Linked DNA regions of Zea mays: region 1 is linked to region 2. The links are chromatin contacts, called in public Hi-C maps. All regions are on one chromosome and are shown on one strand. The core of a region is the stretch at or near the end of the contact, and the rest is flanking DNA. Distances in the headings are between cores, read along the strand shown. Region 1 holds the start of LOC100384375. Region 2 holds the start of LOC100274525.

Evidence for each region. A called contact is a pair of places that touch in the nucleus more often than the background predicts.
Region 1: a contact with region 2 is called in a Hi-C map of ear, with 4 times the contacts expected there. The contact joins the promoter of LOC100384375 here to the promoter of LOC100274525 in region 2. A contact is called at or near these places in 5 of 25 Hi-C or Micro-C datasets (bundle sheath, ear, leaf and 1 more).

What each region holds. Positions count from the first base shown.
Region 1 is chr2:224,080,526-224,086,006 of Zm-B73-REFERENCE-NAM-5.0, reverse strand. It overlaps LOC100384375, which reads left to right and starts at 1,375. Exons shown (of 6, transcript NM_001176918.2): 1 at 1,375-2,178; 2 at 2,291-2,578; 3 at 3,280-3,420; 4 at 3,602-3,784; 5 at 4,088-4,254; 6 at 5,302-5,481. The coding sequence starts at 1,525. The coding sequence ends at 4,198.
Region 2 is chr2:223,891,326-223,897,310 of Zm-B73-REFERENCE-NAM-5.0, reverse strand. LOC100274525 reads right to left here and starts at 1,687. Exons shown (of 3, transcript NM_001356981.1): 1 at 1,272-1,687. The coding sequence starts at 1,542.

The DNA.
Region 1 (5,481 bases), core at 126-2,625, 190 kb before region 2:
GAGCGTAATGGGCGGAGCAGCGTGACCACAAATTCCATCAGCGACATCGCATTTGTTGGCCCGCTAGCAAACTGTCCGGGATCACCACGCGGCCCACAACGAGAACCCAGAACTCCCCCTGCGAGCTGATCCCCAGGCCCAAACCGTGCGCTCCAGATTCCTTGATTTTACGTCAAGGGTCAACCTCCCCAACTTCCCGGATCTCCACACGTGGCAACAGGGCACGTGCCACGTGGTGCCGTCACAAGATTTTGACTTTGACGGCCGGATCGAAGCCTCCAAGACAATCAAAGTGTGTGGGTGGGTGGGGACTATATAATCCTTTTCTTACCAAAATCTTATGAACCCCCTCGTTGCCATAAAAAAATTTATAGGTTCATTTGGTTGTCATTCCTTTGGAAATTCTAATCTCTTTGTTGACATCCAGAGCCCGGCGATCCTAGGCACATGCTCAGGCTCGCTGCAGTCTTATGTTTCTACTATTGTAGAACATGCTTCAAAACACACAATTTAATTTGTTTAATTAAATTTGCCTTGGCTCAATGAAATTTGCCTAGGCTACGATCGAGCTCTGGTTCGCTACCGTTTGTTGCCATCGGCGTTGTTCATGTAGAGTCCCTTCGAGAGAACAAAAAAACACTGGCACAAAATATTTATTAAGACTCCACATTTTTTGAAAAGGTTTTAATTTTCTCAAGAAAAAATAGTTTATTTTTCTCTAGCGAAATAGAAATCATTTGGAAAAAAAATGAAGTTCTCAAACTAGCTCTTATATAGGATTAACTCCGTAGACACTATCCATAACCAAATTTAACAACTTTTTATAGTTTAAGTTAACATTATGTTTATAGTTTAAGTTAACATTATGTTTAGACAATTTATTTCGCTAGGCTAATTGAGTCCTAGTTTAATTTATTATTACATTTTTTATATACTTGTTTTTTTATCTATGGGAGGTCTTATACGATTTTTATGGACTAATTTTTAATCCCTCCATTTAAATTTCTAAATTTAAATTGCTAAATACAGAATTTATTTTAGCTTCTGTATTTAATAATTTAGTGTCTAAAATGAATAAAATAAAGTGATTAAAAGTTAGTTTCTAGAAATCAAACGTCATATAAGACAAGAAAATGTCGCCATCCAAAGTAGTGAATCTTTCGATATCAAACGTGATCCATGTTCAAGTGATGTGAACTATTATTGACCTGATAAAACTCTCAAGAAAACTATTGTTTGGTTTGAGCGTGAAATTTTTGATAGCGCAAAATTATGGACGCACGATGCCGATCCCACAGCGCAATAATGGAAGTGGCAGGCGTGGCGGTGGCCTCCGTCCTCTTCCTACGCCTCTCGCTCTCACGTCACCATCACCCCCAAGTGGCGCGAGGTTAACATGCCACCAGCCGGTAGCCCGATACAGCCGCCGCCTCCTCCTGCAGCTGCCCCTCCGGCCTCCACTCCCCAGCTCCCCCCTCCCTCCCTACCCTCCTCCTCGTCACCCACCAACCCCCGCAACCAACAATGGCGCCCGCCGCTGCCACCGGCGACTACCTAGACGACGACGAGTTCGACGACTACAACCCGCACCCCTACGCGGGCGGATACGACATCACCGCCACCTACGGCTCGCCTCGCCCGCCCTCCCTCGCCACCTGCTACCCCGTCGCCTCTCCCGCCGCGACGCCTGCACCCACCGCCCCGCAGGTGCCGCGGCCTCCGCTCCCTCAGACGCCCGCACCCGCTCCGGCGCCAGCGCCACAGCCCCCTAAGCCGAGCTCGCCACCGGCCCCGGCCCCGGCCCCCGCGGCGGAGCCGTACTACTGGCCCAAGCCGTACGACTACGGGGACGCGCCGCGTCACCTGCCCATGTACCCCACGCCGGAGGTGTTCCGCGGCTGGCCGTTCCTGCCGCCGCCGCCGGGGCCGCACTGCCGCTCCACGTGCGCCCGCGTCCGCGCCCGTGACTACTGGAGGCAGTGCATGCGGGGGCTGGACTACCTCTTCGGCCACTCCGACGGCTACGGGGAGCGCCACATCGGAGTCGACTCCCTCGGGGTCCCCGTCTACGCCAACCGGAAGGGGGGCGTCGAGGACTCCGTCGCAGTCGAGGTGGCGCCGCCGGCCGTCGGGACTGTCCAGTGGCACGACGCCGGCGAACTGCAGTTTCAGAACAACGTGAGCAGAAGCACGCCGTGCCGTTCTGGTTTTTTCCTCAATTCTCTCCAGTGCTGTGCTACCATCGTTACTGACGGATGGGGGGTCCCCCTTGTTTGTTGTTTGGAAGCAGAGATCGTCTTGGTATGGTGACACCGAAGAGGAAACACATTCTTATGAGCAACCTACATACACTTCATACGATCGATCTTATGAGCAACCTACCTATACTTCGTATGATCGATCTTATGAACAGCCTACCTACACTTCATATGATCGATCTTATGAACAGCCTTCCTACACTTCATATGATCGATCTTATGAACAGCCCTACAGTTTTCACGCTGTTCCCGATGAGACTACCTGGTTTCCTAATCAGACCTACCAGGATGTCTACAAAGAGGAGGAACCACAATTCCAGGTGATTATCTCAATTTTGCTAACGTGGGAGCTTAACTCAATTTTGCGCCACTGCATTCAGTCTAATCTTGCTTTCCAGTTATGTGAAATACAATTGTTTAATTTATACGTCAGTGAACGAGTTAACTATGTGTGTGTCAGTTCTGTATATAACAAATCAATTTTACATCTGTTCCACCTCATGGCTAGTTTGGGAGCAAGGGAGGCTAAACCCAGGGAGGGAAACCCTCCCACATATAACTAAATGCAGGGGCATGGCAACTTAGAATGTAGAGGATGCATATGCACCCACGAAAATTTGCAAAATCAGTGATTACGATCAAATTTTCACCATATATGCACCACCTATAAATCATTAGTATGCACTCGTAACGCATCTGCACCCTCCCCTAATTCACTCTAGCTTCGCCACTGACTAAATGTCTTATTCAAATGTCACTTCCAAGGATTGCTCACCCTAGGAAATGAGGGGGATCCCAAGGGGATTTTGGTTTCCAAATTAGCCCTCATGTTATTTGTGCTATCTTTAATTGGAAAGTGTGGCTTGCCTTTGCCTCATAAAGAAAAGAGTTTTATCTGTAGCAAGAAGCGGCAAAATAAACATAACCATTCTTTATGTTCTATGACCAACTACCTTTGAATCTTTCGAACTGATGCATCATGTTTTCTGTCCTTCTAATAATTGTTAAATATTACATACAGGAATTCTTCTCGTATGATGAAGACAATAAAATTTCGTCTCAACCTATTTTTAGCTACAATCAGCATTTTGGTGAACAATCACTGCATATTCATGTTGAGCCTCCAGAAACAGTTTCTTCTCACAAGCTGGAGTACTATGAGGTTTATCACTGATCTGACTGCTCATTGCTTTGTGTTTCACTTGGTTTTAAGGAACATACTTTCCTGGATTATATTTATTGATAAATTATATGCTTCTTCAGGAGAGTATATATCTGTAACACATCTCGTGTTTAACAGTCCTCATTATTCGGAACTAAGTTATATTTTGGTCCTGGTGTAGAATTTCTCGATGTACAACAACCAAAATGATGGTGATAATCTGGAGAGTTCAAGACAATCATATGAGACACAGTCCTATGTGCACATGCCTTACGATCAACTTGAACCTTATAGGCCTTCATGGTCTCTGAATTCAGGATACTATCAGGCCTGCACAGAAGGGATAACTCCAGAATATGACAATGTAAGTTAGATAACTTCATGGGTTTTGCCCCACTATGGATATTTTTAAAAATTTCATGACTAAATTTAATTTGTGTGTGTTGGGGGGGGGGGGGGGGGTGAATAGTTTGTGTGATTTATGTATGCTATCATTTTAAATCATTCTGTGTTAAAGCATCCAAACATTATTTCTATCTTATCTGTGCTGTTACTGATATGTTTTTTAGCTTTCCCCGTTTTTGATGCTCACTGTTCACTTAAATTATTAATTATTGCATTTGGTCTGTCTATGGAATCTAATTATTCTTTGATCACTTTACTACAGCATACACTGGCATCTGATGAAAACTGGGATATGTCAAGCTTATTTATGTCTCCATTCTATCCTCAAGAAACACGATCTTATGAGCAGTCTCATGGTGATGAAAATGTCTAAATTGGAAGAGCAACTGGAACATGCTTTCTGAAGATAATCATCAGATAGCTAAATTGGTATGCACAACAATGTGTGTGTGTTTTCTATGGTTTATTGCTATATGAATCTGGATCAGCATACAATTGCCCATACTGTTCTCTGAAACCAGCCAATTGCTCCATGTGGGACTGGATGTGCCATAATATTCTTTCCGTATTCCCCTGTGATTGATGGGTGACCTTTTGGTGGTATCGGGCGTTTTGTTTCTTGGATCTCTACACTCCACAGAGAAAATGGTTTTGTATGTTGAAATGCGGTAGATCGAATGTCATGATATCCATTACAGGAGCTCTCCACATTTCTCACAAACTTCCTTGCTGAATCAAATGGTTGTCTGGGATTGCGGAACCTTTTCGTTCTGCCATTTAACCAGACAATCACAGAACTACCACTACCTGTAACTTTGGATATAATGGGCACCTAGCTGTTCTGCTTGTCTCCCAAATGTCATGAGCATTATTGTTGTGAACGGATGGTCTGTAGCCTACTGATCACAGGAGTCTTAATAGCATCTTAGGTCCTGGGTTTGACTTTCTTTGGGAACAAATCTAAACAGGCCTGGGTTAAAACAACACCCGCCATCGGCTGTGTAACTATGTTATACTTGTAACCACCTGAGTCGATTTCAGCGAGATGCATATGGCCGTAGCCCGTAGACATATGTCCTGGGCACTCAGTGGCACGTCGTCCTGGCCTACGTGCGACGTCCTGGCCTACGTGCAAGAAGTTTCTTCTTAATGCAATGCCGTGGGGTGGTCTTTTCCCTAGAGGTTGAGTTTTTTGTGTGTTGGGTTTGCCAATACAATTATTCACACACAGAATTGTTTTGTGCTCCATTTGATCATTGTTTCTTCACCTTTAACATAGCTGTTTTGTTTCTGACAGTGGCACAAAAGAAAAGTTAGAATGGTTTCAATTGGCAATTTCAATGGATTATGTTTTTGTGTTGATCAAATCAGAATATAGGAATTCTTTTGTGATTTTACATGCTTCTCCTCTTTTGTGCTAGAGTATTTGTCGTCTTCATTTTTGTGTAACAAAATTGTGTGATATGTAACCTGCAGGGTGATGGAACTAACCATATTAGTCAATTCTGGAACTTCGGAGACTACGCAACCTATACTGTATACTCTGTGTTGTAGCAATGTTGCTTCAGGTTCAGTTGTATTTGTATAACTGTATTTACATGCTGACTAGAGATACATTCACCCTATGTTAGATTTTTCAGTTTGCCTAAAGCTGAA
Region 2 (5,985 bases), core at 438-2,937:
ACCATCCAGAGGCGCCGAGGAGAGGACAGGCAGCGCCCTTTGTCGTTTGTGGGTGGGGCCGTGGGCGGACCGGATCTCCGGATGGATCAGATCAAATCTGCGTACCATGTCGGGTGAACTGCTCCAGGTTCACGCACAGGCAGGCAAGCCCCGCCGCCATCACCATAGGCAGCTAGGTATTGTTTGGTTCAAATATTTGTAACGTAATGGGTAAGTGATTACGTTAAATCATGTTTTTTTAGTCCAATCGTAATCAGATACCGTACTAAAATTTGATACCGGACTATTCAAACTTGTTACCGCCCGTAATCAAGTGTAAACCATTATCATTACCCTTTACGTTACATTTCGTGAACCAAACAGCACCTAGGCTATAGGAGGACGGTGACGATCCACCGCCGGCAATGCTCAATCACGATAGTATCTGCTTCTAAAATTATATAATTCATCTTATAGAATCTTCTGCTTACGGATTATTATAATCTAAATATCTAGATTATATAATTTACGTAATAATCTGTTTAACTTTTTTAAATAATCTGTTTAACTTTTTTAGCTGGATTATATAATTTACAGGGTAAATAAACATGGTCTAATAATCATTGCAATGGAATTGATTCGCGCCAGCTAGTTTTGGTAAAAAAAACACGGGTCAAAAGAAATAAGGACAAAGGGATGGGATTCTGATCGGAAAGAGAGCCAAGCGCTGGCTGGCTACCATTCATCTGATTTATTTAGGAGGAAAAGAAATCGCGTGCTAGCAGTTCAATCATTGTTTTTTCACTTGTTTGTTTTGGCCGGGGACGAGATTGTCATTTCGCGTGAAGCATATACCCATCTATCCTCGCTAGTAGATGGTGTAGCCAGAATATTTCCCACCACGCACTGTTCAATCAAAGTCCTTTATCCTACTGTTTTAACTATATGTGTAAACAAAATACCATCACCAAATCACCATTTGTATCTCGTAATAAGTTTACCATTATGATGCAATAATGATACTTATCACACGACAAAAATGGTAGAATAATAACGTATTTACTGTGTTAAGTTTTCGAATTAATATGCTAGCTAGCTATGGCAGTGCGTCCAATATATATATTTGTTTTCCAAAAAAGAAAAAAAACGTAGTAACCGACCGATCCCGATTGATCGCGCGCATTCAGAAGAGACGAACAAATCAAAGACAGTCATGGTGCTAGACCTAGGGATGATGATGATAAGTAAAAAAACAAGCAACACGCACGCACGCCTGCGATCGATCGTCGTACCGTACTCCTTCCTCCACCGCTCGTAGTGTGGGAACAGCGCCTGGCGGTAGTCGTGCACGACGCCGCCGCCGCCGCCGCGGTGCGCCGCGGTCGCCCGCCTCATGTCTGCGCGGTTGCCGTAGGGGAAGGAGGGGCGCGGGCCCGCGACGCCCTGCGCCCGCAGCGCGGCGCGCACCCGCCCGGGCGCCAGCCACAGCGCGTGGTACAGGTAGAGCGCCAGCGCGCAGCACAGGGCGGCGGCGGCGGCCGCCGCCATCTCCGTCGTCTCCATCGTCTCGCTCGGCGCGGGGGCGGTTGCGGTTGGCACTTGGCTTGGCAGACACCGTACCGCCGATCGATAGGGCTGGCTGTGCCTGTGGCGAGACGAGACGAAGACAAGACACGAGGAGATAAAGGAAGGGCAAGGATGGATCGGGCGACAAATTGCGTGCGTTTGAGGAGTGAGGCCCGACCGGAACGGACGTCGTCGCGGTCGCCAGTCGCCACACCAACGCTCGATATTCCCCTGTAGGTGGGCCCGCAGAGGCATGTGACGGCCGGACGGTTACGTGCACGTAAGCATGCATGTCTCGTTCGATCGACGCGCCGGCCGGACTAGGGTCGCCCATGTTGATGCTTGCCGCGCGCGGATCATCCGGTAACTGATTACTACGCGACAAACAAGCTAGTAGTACTACTGTGCTGTAATTGGGGTGCGGTGCATAAATAAAAAAATACGTTTGGATTCTTTTATATTTCAAATTGAAATCTGTCAAACAACTACGGTTAAGATTTTTTTAAAAAACATATATACTTTTGACTTTTTTCATATTTCTTTATTGGTTTTTTTTTAAACCGTCTTGGATGAAGAAACTACCAAAACAGAAAATTTATAGATCTACTAATAAAGTTTTGAGACGTTGTAGTCGATAGCTTTTTTATTTGATATTTTGTATAGATAAAAAATGCGTTTACTTTTTTTATATATTTTATATTCAATTTTATCAGACAACCAGGAGGGAAAAAAAACCCCACCAAAACCAAAGTTTGGACCGTCTGCGGCAGGAAAAGCACGGTCCTCTTGTAGCCCAACTTCAGCTGGGTGGTCCGTTCTGTGCAGGCCGTGGGGTCAATGCAACCCAGCATGATCCTCACACGTACACAGGCCGTGGGGTCAATGCCTCCTGCTACTATTCCTAAATTAATTAATGTAGGCAGTTGCAGTTTGCAGAGAGGCAAAATCGATAGAAGCGCTCCAGACCCAGGGGAACGACGACGTCGTCGACCTCCCGAGATGGGTGCACTCGGTGGTTGGGAGTAGTGGACGGCCGAGGTGTTCGACGTGGAGCTGATGAAGCACCAGAACATCGAGGAGGAGCTGGTGCAGATGCTGCAGGTAGCCATGGTGTGCACGGCGAAGTCGCCGGACCGGTGATCAGGATGGTCGAGGGGCTCCGCCAATCCACCTCGGAGAGCCGCGCGTCGTCTGATGCCTGTTTGGTTCAGCTTTTTTCTGACCAGTTTTTTTAAAAATCTGACTGTGAGAAGAATCTGACTGTAGAGAGAATTCGAGTATCATTACGATTACGTGTGGATGAAGATAAAGTTGTTCATATGGCTCAGGATTTAGAAAGTTATGGATTCCTACTATTACAACGACTCAACCGATTACGTGTTTATGTTGATTTTGGATAGTTTTTGCCCCTAACGAATTTTATAGAAGCTGACTGAAAAGCTGAGCGTTTGACAGTACGCAACAGTTTTTAGTGGTCAGAAGCTGAAACAAACAGCGCCGAGAAGTCCCGGAGTCGAACCATCCGTCATTGTAAACCTGCGCTAGCGGAGTTTGCTCGCTTCGTCGGTTGCGGCCAGCTGCAGCCCATTTGATTCGTTAGCTAATTTGTTTATGAATGTGTTCATGTAAACACTGGTTGCCATCTGGGTGCATTCAGCCTCAGATAGAAAGAACTGATCTTTCTCACGGTAAGTTTGAACCCATTTTTAGCTAAAATTTAGTTATTTTTTTGTCTCTAAAGAAGTGTTTGGAACCAAATTGAGCCTTGCGGACGGTAGGGCCCTAGGGCCGCACGGTCCGCGCGTGCGCAGAGCATATTAGGGTTCCAAGTTTTGTGTTACGGTTGTTAGCTAAAATCACGGGAAAAGCTTGGAAATTAGTTTGTAAAGGGTCCAGCCCCCTCATCTATAAATAGAGAGGTATACGGCCGATTTGTAATCATCATCAATCGAATCAATACAACTTCTATTCGCATTTATTTCCAGTACAATTAGAAGTGGTTCTAGTCTAGTTCTAGTTTAGCCTCTCGATCCCCAAATTATCCGCTTCTCTTCGACTCTACGTCGATTAGAAGAGTCTAGGTCGGTCGGTCCGAGCCTAAACAACTCTTAGGATCTCTCCTCCCCGACGGGGTCCCTCCCGAGAGCGAGATCCAGGCGCCGCCGGCGATCTTCCGCCGCCCCTGCGTACGCGCGGACCGTCCGGCCGTCAGGCAGGAGCCCTAGCCTTGCACCAGGCCGCGGACCGTCCGGCCCCTGCGCGCGGACCGTCCGCTCTTGTGCAGAGAGCACCGCCACGCCTCGCACCAAGCCGCAGACCGGCCCCTGCGCGCGGACCGTTCGCCCCTGTGCAGAGGGCACCGCCCACGGTTCTTATTGAGTGTTTGACGCTCCAAAAAGGCGTCAACATACTTTTTGGCAACTCCGCGGGGACAACACATATAGACCTATCAAATCGGCCCTCAATGGCTGGTTCAAAGGATAGCTCTGAAGTTTCCACAAGCAATATCATCACGCCGACATGGGAAACCTTGCCGGATGAGGAACAGCTCCTGTTCGAGAAGCGCCAGGAGCAGCTGATCCAAGAAGCAAAGGCGAAGTTCCTGGCCGACTTCAAGGTGGACAAGAACAACAAAGTCGTTCGGCAACGGGCGACAGATCTGGCTTCGCTCCGACCTACTACGATTACCCCCAATGTAAGTAGCACCAACAAACTCCAATCTCTTAAAGCTTACATAAACGAACAGCGAGATCAGTTGCAACGTATCGTAGGGGATATACAAAACGATCATAACAGGCTAGTGCGTGCGCTTGATAAGTCTACTATGGCAAATCTTCCTTCGCACGAGGTTGAATTGAGGGAATACACACGTAATTCATCGGCTACAGGGTGTCACGACCAGTCACAACCCTTTTATGGGATGCCGATAGACACGTACCTTGGGCAACGACAGCCTCCCACGCACATCGGCGATAAATTTGCCGATCTGCGCATGTCCGGACCGTCCGTACGTGAGCGCGGACCGTCCGGGCCAGCGGCGGCCGATCCCATTTTTAGAAGCGAATTACCGAGACCTGCACCCAAACCGCCACATGCCGTGCAAACCCTAGATAACCCATTCGGATCGTCTGCGTATGGCACCAGACAGTCCGAATATAATGTCGGACGGTCCGGTCACATGGCCGGACAGTCCGCGCACGGAGCCGGACGGTCCGCGTATTTAACCGGATGGTCCGGCACAGACTTTTTTGAGAAAGATGGATATCCAACTCCGTATCCGTCCCGCTAGACTCCCCATCTCACCATACGACACACCAGCACCATAATATAATCTATCAAACCTGTGAGAGTGAGTACTTTCCGGCCCCTAGAAGGCCAGAAAGGAATGGCCAGTCCTATGAGCCTCATAGGGCATGCATTAACGCGCCGCAAAACCCAAACCAATGGGAGGAAAACAATATACCAACATCCAAACGAACTCACCCATATTGGATCAAAGAGCCGGTGGTCTCCCACCAGCTACCATCGATATAGTAAGGGAGGAAATAGCTGGGGCGTTCCGAGATAAGCTCGGAGTTAGTATAGTCCCTGGGGGCAGTCATATCAGAGACCTTATGATAGCCAGTTTGATCGGCTCCCACACCCACAGGGGACTAGAATACCCGAATTCGTAAAGTTTTCGGGTGACCAAGAAAAGAGCACGCGTGAGCACATAGACTAGTTCTTAGCACAGTTAGGAGAATTGGCCGACACCGAAGCATTCTGTGTACGTTTATTTTCATTATCTTTAACAGGGACTGCATTCACATGGTATGTCACGCTCCCTCCTAATTCCATTTTGTCGTGGGCAGATTTAGAACAAAAATTTCATGAACATTTCTTCTTTGGGGATTATGAGCTAGATTTAGTAGACTTAGTGGCCCTACGACAAGAAAAGGATTAATCGGTTAGTGATTACATCCGGAGATTCCGGGATACAAGAAACCGATGCTTTCAAATTCATTTAACAGATAAACAACTGCGGGAATAGCCTTTGATGGATTGCGCTATTATTTAAAAGATAAATTATAAGGCATCCGGTTCTTTACGCTAGCGCAATTACATCAGAAAGCTTCAGCTTGTGAAAGCCGAAGCAAAGAACTAGTCAAAACGGTTCATCATAATGTCCATATAGTAGAACACAATCAAAGTAGTTCAGACGGTGAACCAAAGAAAATTTACACCGCCGAAATAGTTTGGCCTGAGCAGGCCAAATCTTCGGCTTGCTCCTCCTTGCAGCCAGTTCAAAAGAAACAGCAGGAGGAGATTAAGTTTACATTTAATGTTGGCAAATGTGATAAGATATTCGATGAAATACTAAAAAATGGTAACATTAAAATTGATTATATCGTTCCACCTGCCGACGAATTAAAGCGTCGCGCATACTGCAAGTGGCACAAC